Regions from separate parts of the Mus musculus genome. Here region 2 is linked to region 1. The links are chromatin contacts, called in public promoter capture Hi-C maps. All regions are on one chromosome and are shown on one strand. Each heading gives the region's core, a stretch centred on a gene start, on an enhancer-like site or on the middle of the called end of the contact. The rest is flanking DNA. Distances are from core to core; before and after follow the strand shown.

Region 1 (5,850 bases), core at 1,443-3,942:
ATATATATAACTAGACCTAGGTAATTAAAAGCCCATGAGCAAATTATATTCTAATGTGAGACTATAGGTAACATTTTGAAATAAATATCTGTTGTGTAGAGGAAGGCAGCACTGATGATTGGCTTCTAGTCAGGTTTACTGCTCATTTGAAACCACTTTAAGAAAATTAAGCAAAAGCAGATGTGGAGTCTGTTACAGAAGGTTCCAGAAATCTGTCCAGACTCAGTGAATTTTGTTTGTTTACATTTTTTCCACTTTGATATACCCGAGAGGTCCATGCGTTGATGCACACCAATCAAACTCTGAGAAACTTGCCTCATTCATCCCTCAGTTTTACACTCTTCTCTATGCTGAGACATTAGGGAATTTTTAAAAAGAAAAGAGAGAAAGAGATGAAACATCCCAAAAGGTCAAAAAATCAGTGATCCTTTTGCAGCTGGGACTCCTGGGAAACCCATATACTTTGCTGTTAGCAGAGGTCAGAGACATCTTCTTAAATACTTGGTTTTTGATGACATAAATCAATAATTTCTTTAAGGGAGGTACTTTAGGGACCAAAGGGATGCTGCCTTTGAAATACTGAATAGTCTCCCCTGTGCAGGGTGGGCCACAGAGTTTAGTCCTTGGTCATGCGTTGTGTTTTAAAAAGCAAGAATTGAAATTCAAGAATAATGGATTTCAAGTATGGAAGGTCATCAAAATTTAAACATATAACTATAGTTCTATTAGCTCAGTAATGCCATCACTGGATATATATCCAACAGAATGAAAGCACCGTGTCAAAGATATCCATTCCCACATGTACCACAGTAATTCACAATAGCCAAAGCAGAGTCAACATGCCCTACCTCAATACTATTGCTTCATCCTGTTTAATAATATAATCATTCTCCACATAATGATGTAGTTAATGGCTGACAGCATATGGAATAGTAGTTCCAAAAGATTATAATTGGAGTTGAAAAATTGCTATCACCCATTGGACATAGTTACTACAATGCTCTAGTACAATATATTACTCAGTTGTATGTGGTGCTGATGATGTCACGCTCAATGCACTTCCTGCCTGTCATAAAAGTTTACCATATGTAATTATTCCCAAGAAATAATATTTTATGCTGATAAGTTAATAGTTTTTATTGTTAGAGAATACTCTTATTACAAAATGGTACACTATGAAATATCTGCATTAGTCAGAAATGTCTCATGTTTTCCCCACTTCTTTCTTGAATCGCAAGGCCATATAGAATGATTGACCTAAGCTTAATGTTAGTGATATGTTCACTCCGATTCTAAACAACAAAATTATCTAAGCACACACTTGCTAAAACATATCACAGTAGTTCAACCCATGGCCATATCTGTAATAGTTTAGCATAATTAGTGTTAGGATTTCTCAGTACAAATAAAAGGCTTGTCTTATTTTCCAAGATATTGTATACAGTGTGCAATAAGTAAGTAAAAAAAGTAAGTACAAAATCAACACATATCCTAGTCTGCATTGTCATCTGACTTCCCATAACAGCTTTTGGAGATCTAAAGGCCCAAGGGATAAAGACAGCAGTTAGTCATTTAGCCTGGCCTTCTGAAGATCTCCTGGACAAGTTCTTTAAACATATGGCTCTGTTGATCACTGCTGAAATCCAGAAGTGAGCTACTTTCTGTAGGTCAACCTAGGATTCTTTATGCAGTATCTAGAGGATTCCCAACTGTAAGAGAGGAAGGAAGCCGCCAATGTTCAAGTACATTTTGTATCTGTATTTGTGTCAGAGATTTCTCACTCCCTATACCAGAACACACAACTTAAACAAAACCGCCTGAGGAACACCCAGAGTCACAATTACAGAGAGATGTGAATGAATCAAAGACTGATTCAGCATCGCGGCTAATTTTTTTTTCTTTCACTGCAGATTCTTCTATCTTAGGTGGCATGTTGCTTTTCTCCAGATGCTCCCACGACTGCTGACACATGAACTTTCCTCTCTTGAGCAATAATAAATGTAGCTCCGGCTGTGCCCATTAACACTGGGAATGAATTGCTCTTGAGAGCAAGTCATGGTGAAGGGACGATCTTAGATTCTGAGCCTTCCAGTCATTCTCCAGGAGCAAAAGAACTCACTGTACGAGATTTTAGCAGGCAGCTGCTGTACTGTCAAAGCAAACATATGTGCAATACTTGAGATGAGTTGATTCACTCCCTCCCTTTCCTCGGCCTCCTCCCTTAGCCTCTGATTGAATAAATTTGTCAAAACAAAGTGCCCACTTGCAGCGATGGCTCCTCAGTTACCAATTCCCAATACAACTTTTGGTAAAAGCTTATTAAAAACAAAACTGTGTCCTTTTAACCAGCTCCCTCTCCTTGTCCGCACACACTTAATCTCTTTATGCAGGTTTCTCTTTCCCCCAGAATTTACAGGGGGTATTTACAGTATTAAGTCCCTTAATCCAACTTCAACTGACCATGTCAGCCTGTGTTCACAAGCTTATTTTAGAGCCCCCCCTCTCCCCCCCCCCCCCCGCCACCCACACACAGAAGGATATGTTTACTAGGATGCTGTTCCCCAGGGATGCGCTCAGCACATCTGTAATTCTAAGGAGAGTGTAATGAGGAAAAACCGGTGCCACTCCGAATGGCTCACAGCTGTTCTGGAAGCTGATAAATAAGATGCTCGACAGGAGATCCCTAATTGGAGCCAGTTTTTCTTAAGTGGCTACACAATGCGGTGCAAGCCTGGGTGCAGGAATGCTGAAAGTGTTGTTCGCATGTAGCTTAGTTTGTCTTGTAAACAGTTCTAATTTCAAACGGTAGAGCCTTCTGTTTCTCTTCAAAGGGGGAAACTGTTCACTTCATGTATTTTTTTTCCACGCTAATTAAAGGCAAACGAGCATTACTTTCCCCAGTGTTTCATGCTCGGCAAAATCTCCCGCCGTTGGTACCTGTCGTTTTCCTTCCTCAGCCATTTTTTCCCCTTCCTCCCTTCCTGTTCTATTGCTTCACTCTTCTTTCTTCCCTCCTCTTCTTTCTTTTCTTCTCTTTTCTCCCCAAATACATTCTCCTTTTGCATCACTTTCTCCCGCCCTTCCTTCCTATCTTCAGAGGCACCTATTGGATGCTGAAGTCAAAAACTCTGTGTTAACGTTTCTTCGGACACTGACCATAAAGCCCTAATATGGGGATTTACTTGCTGGGTGAGCATCCCCATAGCCTTTTGATTTCCTCTGAGAAAGAACCAAATACCCTTGCAACAAGCAAAGAAGAGATTTCACTTGCTGTTGCAAAAGCAACTGGCAGGGCTTTTCTTTTCTGGGCACAATACCTCCTTTACATTTAGGAAGAAAACGCCATTCCTGGGAGAGTCCCTATCTACCTCATTTACTACCTTTTTGTATCTTGACCTTAGAATCGGCCTCTAGCAGACAGTTTTTAAGCCTCACCTTACTCTTTAAAAACTACTAAGATGACCAAACTATTGTATAAAACTCTCCATGTTCCTGTGTTTAAGGATATTTGCAGCATAATTCATCTTTCCTTCCTCAAATGGAGCCTTTCACTAGTTCGCACTTAAACATAATAAGAATTCCTTCCACCATTGCGTGTGTTTGCTTTATAAATAGCAATCGTCCACTATGACTGTTTCCAGCTTTCCCTAAGAAACAGAATCTAGCCATTACATCCACAGCATTTGAATCCCTCACTTCTGGATGTGAAGTACAGTTCAGAGTCTCAGTGTTGAAACTTACACCACAATCAAATTGTACTTCAATAAGCCGAACAATTTTGTCTCCTAAGTATACAATGGAGCAGCGATACTTGCTTGAGTCCTACCCACTCGTGTTGGAGAAGAAGTAGGACACTGTTTCTGCACACATATAGATATGCCCACGATTTGGGGGCAGAATGAGGCTCTCTGAGGGCATGTGACTCCTGACGTGAATCTAACATCATGCATGGCAAGGGGACCACCCTTTGTGTTTCCAGAGCTCCCCATGTGGAAACACTGCAAAGGGTAGAGAACAAACCCAACTTCAAAGCTGAAGCAGAGTATGAAGGATTCATCCAATCTTCAGTTCTTAAAGTACCATTCAAGCTCCCAACGCTACAAAATGCTAACGAGACAGAGAAGAAACACTTACACCATGCCTTGAGAGATTCAGTCTTGTGAACCAAGCCCTAAAAACAGCTACTCAAAGAGAGAGAAAATAGAGCTGACATACGCAGGTCTTCAAGGTTACTGCCAGAGTAGGTACTTCTGGTTTCAGAGACAATCTTTTTTTTAATTTTTATTTATTTTATGTATATGAGTACATTGTTGCTGTCTTCAGACACACCAGAAGAGGGCATTGGCTCTAAGCCACGATATGGTTGCAGGGAATTGAACTCAGGTTAAGCCAGTGCGCTTAACCACTGAGCCATCTCTCCAGCCCTCAAAAACAATTCTCGATAGCAATAAATTTTAAGCACCTTCCCATGACCTCTGTGTCTCTCCCGAAAATCATATTAGACACTGTTGGTAGCTTTAAATACTTACCAAAACTAGTGGTTTGTTCTCTGTTGTGTCTGTATCGCTCAGCCCTGTGGGAAATGTTTACAACCCTAATAGAAAGAAAGGGCATTCTGGATCCTGAAAAGATGCTGACTTTTTGATCTTGCAGCAAAGAACCAAGAGTAAGAACCAAGAACCAAGGATCCTCAGCACTGTATTAAAGAGATCCAGTTTTTTAGCTGCTGAGATGTAGAAGTCTAGACAGATCTAAAAAGCAGGTTCCTGATGAAAAACGCGCCTGTAGCCATAACAGTCAAAGAAGAAAGAAAATCCAGAGGAGCAGGAATTGTCATATTCCACTCTTACAATAATCAATAGCCTCAAATATAAAACTCATTTCTTCTCTGAAGGCTACACAGCACTGCAAGAGATCTTCTTTGACATATTCTTCTCAGAGGAATGTTACAGAGGAATTTCAGAGAACTAAGTGTTCTCTGACAGATTATTTCAAATCTGAAAAGAGGAACTATTGCTTCATCACTAAAACAAACCAAAAAAAAAAAAAAAAAAGACTAGACTGACTAATGCAGCACAACAGATGAAGATTAAAAAATTGTTGTCAATTGTGTAATTCTATAGGGGTTAGAGAGATGGATCATTGAGTGACGTGTTTGCCAGACAAGCATGAGAAAATGATTTTGAATTCCAAGTAATAGATAAAAGCTGGGCATGGTAGCAGCATGTATCTGAAACACCAGTGCTGGTGTGGATGTTGAAGCAGATGGTTTGAACTTGGGGGTTCCATGTCTAGCCAGTCCAGTCAAAATGACAAACTCCAGGTTCAGTGAAAGATTTTGGCTCAAAAGATAAAGTGGAGAGTGATAGGAAAGGACATTAACAACCTCTGGCATCTGTGGATAAGAGCATCCACATACACTACACAAAACCTATGATATATATATATCTCCTATGATATGTGATATATACCCAACTTCTTCTGGTCTCTATATACATATATCATATATCATAGGTTTCAAATATATATATATATATGGAGAAGAGTGTATATATATATACACTCTTCTCCATTTGTAAATGAGAACACTGAAGCTAGTAAAGAATAAATAACATGGATGAAAGGAATAGCTAATAAGAAGCAATACACATATTTGAATATTTTGCTTTATGAAGTTACATGAGGGCCACAGTCTGTCTTTAATAAAACAGCAAAGCAAAAGCCAGATCCACTTTAACATCCTCTGATGAGTTAAAATTAAAACAAGAACACAAGGACATCCATTATTAATTGCACGTTCATTCATTTTTTATTTGGGCAGACATAATCAAAAGCCAAGTGGTGACTTCC
Region 2 (5,850 bases), core at 1,742-4,241, 3.0 Mb before region 1:
CACAGTTTTGAACCTGGTAGAATCAGAGAGAAACCTTCGAGTTCATTAGTTCACCAAAGACTAAAATAGGAGAAAACCAACCAAGCAAGCAAACTTCACTGTCATTATATCATAGTAAACATCTGCTTTTGTTTTTTGATTACTTTAGTTTAGTTATAAATGTGTGCTGAAGGGGGAACAGAGGGTAGAAGGGTGCATCTTAATTCAGCCAATAGTAGATATGCTGCCATTCCCTGTTCAAATGGAGAAAGTATAGTTATCTCTCCCCTTATTCTATGTTCCCCTTCCTTATAAGCATACTAACTGGTGGCTTTGATTAAACTTTTAAATAACTAGCCACTTCTTTGTATTGTCTCCATTAAACAAAGTTTCAGTTCATAGTGAAAACCAACAAGCATCACTTCTTGAAGCCTATCTTCATCTTACCCACTCTTCATCCCAGTGAACTCAACTGCCTATCTGGCAGTCTCTGGAGTCAGATAGGATCATCCGGCCTTCTCCAACTTTTCCCACCACTGATAAGTTTCCATTTTGTCTGTGGATGTGATTGTGCCCTACGATTATACTCTGGTCCCATCAAAGCTTTCCTCACTAATCCTTCCTAATGAAGTTCCACCAGGCAAGCAATTTGGGTCACCATTAGAAAAAGCTGGTGTAGTACCATCTTCCTCCTGGGGAACTTGTGTGACTCCAGAGAGTATGCTGAAAAGAAAACACCTTCTTGAGGAAGTACAGTCTCACCACCAAGACATTGCACTGCATTCTATTAAGTGTGGGTGGAATTGTGAAAGAGACAAATGCCTTTGCCTTTCAGCATCCCTGATTATTTTAGAAATATCCTGATAGGGCTTTTAACATTATCTTAATCCTCTTTCACACTTCTTAATCACCCAGACCTCCCTTAAGAAACTGTCAGGAAAGTCCAACTGCAGAGCTTCACATAGAGATTAGGGATGTGGATAGGGTCACCTTAAATTTCAGGGGTCCAAGAGTTAGTGAAGATAACATGCTTTGATATTGCAAGAGTAAACATGCTTCAATGACTGAAACAAATTTATAACTGAACTTGGTGACATTGGATTCTGAATCCCTTCGGCTTGTCAGCTGAGTTTTACTTTTTAGGAAAATTAGATCAGAGGATATCCTCTCTCCGGCAGTCTTTTCTTTTGAGATGACTTTGTTACTTGTGACAATCCGCAGCCTTCAGGAACATATGACCTTTTTTTCCTTCTCCTAGATGTAAGAAAGTACCCCAAGGAAAGGCTCAGACCATTTGTTCAAAGTGAAAATGAATGTCTGAAAATTAAGCACAACCGAAGGTGTGATCTATTTCTTTGTCCACTTGGGACTGTCTAGTCTAACGGCAGTTATAATTTGATTGAGTTTGACTGCTGTTCTTTTCTAAGACAGAATTAGCCAAAGCCAGAATGCCTCCTCATAAGCGAACACAGCCTTTGAATAGAGAACAAACAGCAACTGCTGGAGGGGTAAAATACCCCTTGTCCCCCACCCAAATAATTTACCAAGTTTCTTTCTTTAGTGTCCCCCACCCAAATAATTTACCAAGTTTCTTTCTTTAGTGTCCCCCACCCAAATAATTTACCAAGTTTCTTTCTTTAGGGTAACGAGAATGTGAATCAAACAGATAATAACCTGATAGCCAATGTCTTCAACTTTTTACCGTGAGAGGTTAGGTACAGCATCAAAAAGCCAAATTTGCATAAGTATTATAAGCATATTGTGCCTATTTTTCCATTCTGCTCACTGCGTCTCATTAATTCGAGTCAGACAGTACAGGCTCCACAGCCCGTGCGTCTGCTCCTCTGCACCCCTTCTGCTGCAGCTCTGTCCCCAGATGGTCAAAAACCCATCTTCAGAGCTCACGTCTAGTCTAGTGAGTCAGAAAACAGATAAACCCCTGTCTTCCATGGAAGAGAGTTTTGAAGAAAGGTAAGGGATGTTTAATTTGTCATGTATTTCACAGTGTTTAAATGACAAACAGAGATCGATGCCGCTGAATATTTCCACGTGTTAGTCTTGATGGCCACAAGAAAAGAGACCTGGGTCTATGGGTCTGTGGCCCCTATATGCATTGGCTTATACTTGGGTGCGGATTTTGATTTGTTTTGTTTAAAAAAAAAACAAAACAACTGAGTGCTTACGAAATTCTATCATTAGACTGGGCAATCCAAGGGTAGGGCATCACTTGGTAGAAAAAGGGGAGATGCAAGGACAGTACTCTCCCCCTGAGGGGGGAGGGAGGGCAGCATGTCAGAGCCACTCTGACACAGCTTTCCAGACCCTCTCTTTATGGCCACAGCAAGTTCTACCCTTTTCCTGCCCATTCACTTCTCTGCAAATCTCTCTTGACTGCCTCTACTGTCCCTTATCTCCCCCCTCCGTCCCTTCCCCCCCCCCCCCGCCTCCCAAAGGAGTAGCAACCCTAGGGCATTAGGACTGATCGACCCACCCCCATGAAACCAGTAGTTTTATCAGGCAGTGGTCTTGCAAACATGCAATTCCTTATGCAAGACGTCTTCAGAATGAGGGAAAAGGTGAATGGTCCACGCGCTGCCGCATCCTCGCCCTCCACAGAAACCAGCTTTGGGCGTCTGAGATGCTTTTCAAGATAATGTTAGCCTTGGGGCTCAGGTGAGACCTAGAGAGAGAAAGCTGGAGGGTACCTCCTGCGCATCCTTTTCTGATCTGCCAGCAGTCTTTATCCAAGAGCTTGGCGGCGCGGCGGGCTGCGCGCAAAGCTTGGAAGGGCTCATCTTCACCCGGTGACTCCGGCGGCGGAGGCGCGCTGGGCGTGCTCGTGAGCGACCAGCGAAAAGTTGTGCGCACTCTTGGTAGGAGGAAAGGGAGTGGAAACCAAGCGCGGGAGAGCGCAGGGGCAAGGCAGGGAGGGGGCGGGGTGGGGGACTGCTTACATGAATTTCCAAGTGGTAGACCTGCCTCTGAGCTCTGCCCAATGAGATCCGTCAGGGGAGGCACCCGGCTCACTTTTCCACATCACTTCACAGTTACATTTGGCAGGCAGGCGGGCTCGCAAGCCGGAGCGCTCGGCCCAGAATTAGTGGATGGATTTGGAATCTCCCTACCTCCTCCAAGCTCCGCCACTGTCACTTTGGGCATAGACCTGAGCGTCAACACCGGAGCTGTACTTTTAGGCTGTGGACGCAGAGCCCAGCGCGCCGGCTTCGCATCCCCGCACCAGGCTCCACAGCTCTGAGAGGCATGAACGCGACCCGGAGGAGATTACCCTGCGCGCGGGGATTCGTGGACATTAGCTGTTCTCGGGAACTGACCCTCAGCTCCTCCAGCCATTTATGAACCCAGAGTCTTGAGGCTTTTCCGCATCCCGGAGCCCGACCTGAGTAAGTACTATCCCCTATCCGCGTACGCCTCCGGGCGGGGAAGAGCCGAGGGGATTGCTTCCTTTAGGAATTCCCACGCGCCCTCACTCACCATACGCACCTGGGGGATGGAGGAACGCTAGCACTGATAACCCTCCGAGCCGCATCTCCTTTCGTTGCTTCTGTAGCTGATGGGGTTGCCTTCTACCTAACCTGTTTTGCAAACTGCTCTCGGAGCCCCATTTTGCCCACCTCCAGTTCCCGCGCCACCCGTTCCTTCTTTGCAGTCGCTTGTCGGTTTCACCCTGGAGACGCAGGCAGGCGCTGCTGCAGCGGTGCGCCTTCACTGCGGGGTCGGTGCGGTGAAAGGGAAATACTCGCCTCCTGCCCAGAGGAGGCAGCGAGCTCGAGAGGAAAGCGCGTTGAGAGGCTAGAGGAGCAGGTTCCTTGTTTTCCGCATGTCCCCACCTCTTAGTCGTGGGAGGGCGACCTCCTCGGTTGGGCCGAGGGCTACCGCTCTGCTGCGAAAGCCCCAGCGCCAGGATTTTCCACAAGTGTCTGTTCCAGCCCGGGGGCGCGGTGCCAGCTGCAAACTTGCGGAGCTCCGGGGCCACCTAGCCACTCTGTAGTCATCAAGATGCTGCTCTGCACTGGCTTAGGACCCACAGACAGACCAGTCAGTAGCAGCGAGCCCGCATCCACAGCCCTCCCAAGCACCCAATGACTTCTCCCTATCCCAGAGCCCACAGTGCATAAAGATTCGCAGTGATCTCCGTGCTTAGCTTTAGCCAACCCTGGGGGTCCAGCCGCGCCCCTGCCAGACAGCAGGCGAAAGGGACTCCTGGCTATGTTCCGCCAGCGTGGTAACAGGTTCATAAGAGACCTACCCTGGTTTCCTAAGGCTCTAGCCAAGCCTGGTAAACCGGGTAAACGTGATGCCTCCGATGCTGATACCAACAGGTATCCAACAATTCCTCCGATTTTTTTCCTTCTTCCTAAGACTAAAACCTCACCTTGCCCAATGCTGTAAAATTCTCAAAGTTTTGTGGTGGTGGCCCCTTGCCTGAAGGCATACAATTTGAGACACGACAGTGACTAGCCTGTTAGCCTCCTGAGCGGAGATGGCAGCTGTTAGCTTGGATGGCTAAACGTAAGAAATCAAACAACATTAATTGTTTATTGTCGTAAACGCACAACATTAGTCTGTAATGGAAAATCAGGCTGGCAGCTGCTCACTTCATCTCCAATTAAAGGGCAGAGCTTATAACCAAGCAACTGGGAGGGAGAAGGGGCCTTTTCAACTTTGCCATGGTTTCTGAAGATTGCAAGCAGTTTCCTCTTTAGGGGGCACGGTCCCAACAATCCCTTTGCGCCACGCAGCTGCTAACCAGATTAGCAGCTATTTTTTTGCTCTGTATTTCAAAGAATGAGAAGAACTCTGATAGTATGCAAGAGCGGTATCCTCTCACATCAGGGACCAGCGCCAGGCAGATAGAGAAACTGGGGTTGCCTGGGACCGTTTCAACATTCCTCTCCTCTTTTGTAACACTTTGACAGCCATCTGGATGCTTAAAAGCCCTCGCTAGACTGTCACCTCTACCTTCATTATTTGAGCATTTCAACTGGAAAACTATATGCGCGAAAGAGATATTTATGTAAGATTTGAAAGTGGGATTTTCCATCCATTCAGTCTCGCTGCTGTACTTCACTGCATGCAAAATGAGCCTTGTCGTTTCTGCTAAACACCACTGAAATTTCTCCCTGGCTACATACAGCCTTTCATCTGCCTGTGTCCGGTTTTGCAGAGCTTTAGTCTGTAATGTGTGTGAGTGTGGGTGGATGTGTAGGGTGTGTGTATGTGTGTGTGTGTGCTCGTGCATGTGCGTGTGTGTGTGTGTGTGTGTGTGTGTGTGTGTGTGTGTGTGTTTCTTCTACTGGGAAGACTTGCACCTTTGAAGGTTCCTTTCTGAGCCATACATTTTTCCCATCAAAGAGAGCTCTTCATAATCGCGCTGTGCAAATAGGTTTACCCACTTCCCTCTATGGCTGAAATTCTATGACTAACCCCCTCATTAAATAATAAAAGAGATAGCAGCATTCTTTAAGTCAGCTTTAGCAGATTGAAAACTCCTTGTGACACAGTCATTTTCTGCTGCAAGAGTCGTACAGGACCTTTGAATCTTTGATATATACATTTCTCTCTTTCTTCATTTTTCTTCCCCTCCCCCAATTCCCGGCCTCAGAAGAGGGTAAGGAGTTGAGAAAAATCCTGAAAAGAGAGGATCCATTCTGCCACTTCCAGGATGGCTTCATTCAGAATTGTTCCAGGCTGCCTAGACTTTTCATTCTGCTCCAAAGACTATGGCATGAGAGTAAAGTCAAGTGCTCACCATCACAAATTGGCTGAGATATTGGCTAAGAATTACTAAGACCTGTGGTATAATTCTGTCTATCAAACTTTTAACCCCAAGAATTTTTTAAAAATTCTAAC

What was found. Promoter capture Hi-C pulls out the DNA fragments that hold promoters and counts their contacts.
Region 2: a promoter capture Hi-C map of hippocampal neurons shows a contact between it and region 1, with 8 times the contacts expected there. The contact joins the promoter of Cdh8 here to the enhancer-like site in region 1. A contact is called at or near these places in 2 of 39 promoter capture datasets (cranial neural crest and hippocampal neurons), 2 of 484 Hi-C or Micro-C datasets (both in cortical neurons), 2 of 115 datasets of contacts at active chromatin or transcription factors (SST interneurons and embryonic forebrain) and 1 of 9 other capture datasets (liver).

The regions. Positions count from the first base shown.
Region 1 is chr8:96,452,368-96,458,217 of GRCm38.p6, reverse strand. No RefSeq gene overlaps it. Among named protein-coding and RNA genes, the nearest start is that of Gm32122, 51 kb to the right of the region's middle. Within about 2 kb of position 2,692, at least 23 of the 459 cell types and tissues checked have an H3K27ac peak or open chromatin away from gene starts, as enhancers often do. A contact at or near this core is called in SST interneurons, cortical neurons and hippocampal neurons, where this site is marked.
Region 2 is chr8:99,413,612-99,419,461 of GRCm38.p6, reverse strand. Cdh8 (cadherin 8) reads left to right here and starts at 2,991. Exons shown (of 12, transcript NM_007667.3): 1 at 2,991-3,380. A330008L17Rik (RIKEN cDNA A330008L17 gene) reads right to left here and starts at 2,788. Exons shown (of 5, transcript NR_132435.1): 1 at 2,685-2,788.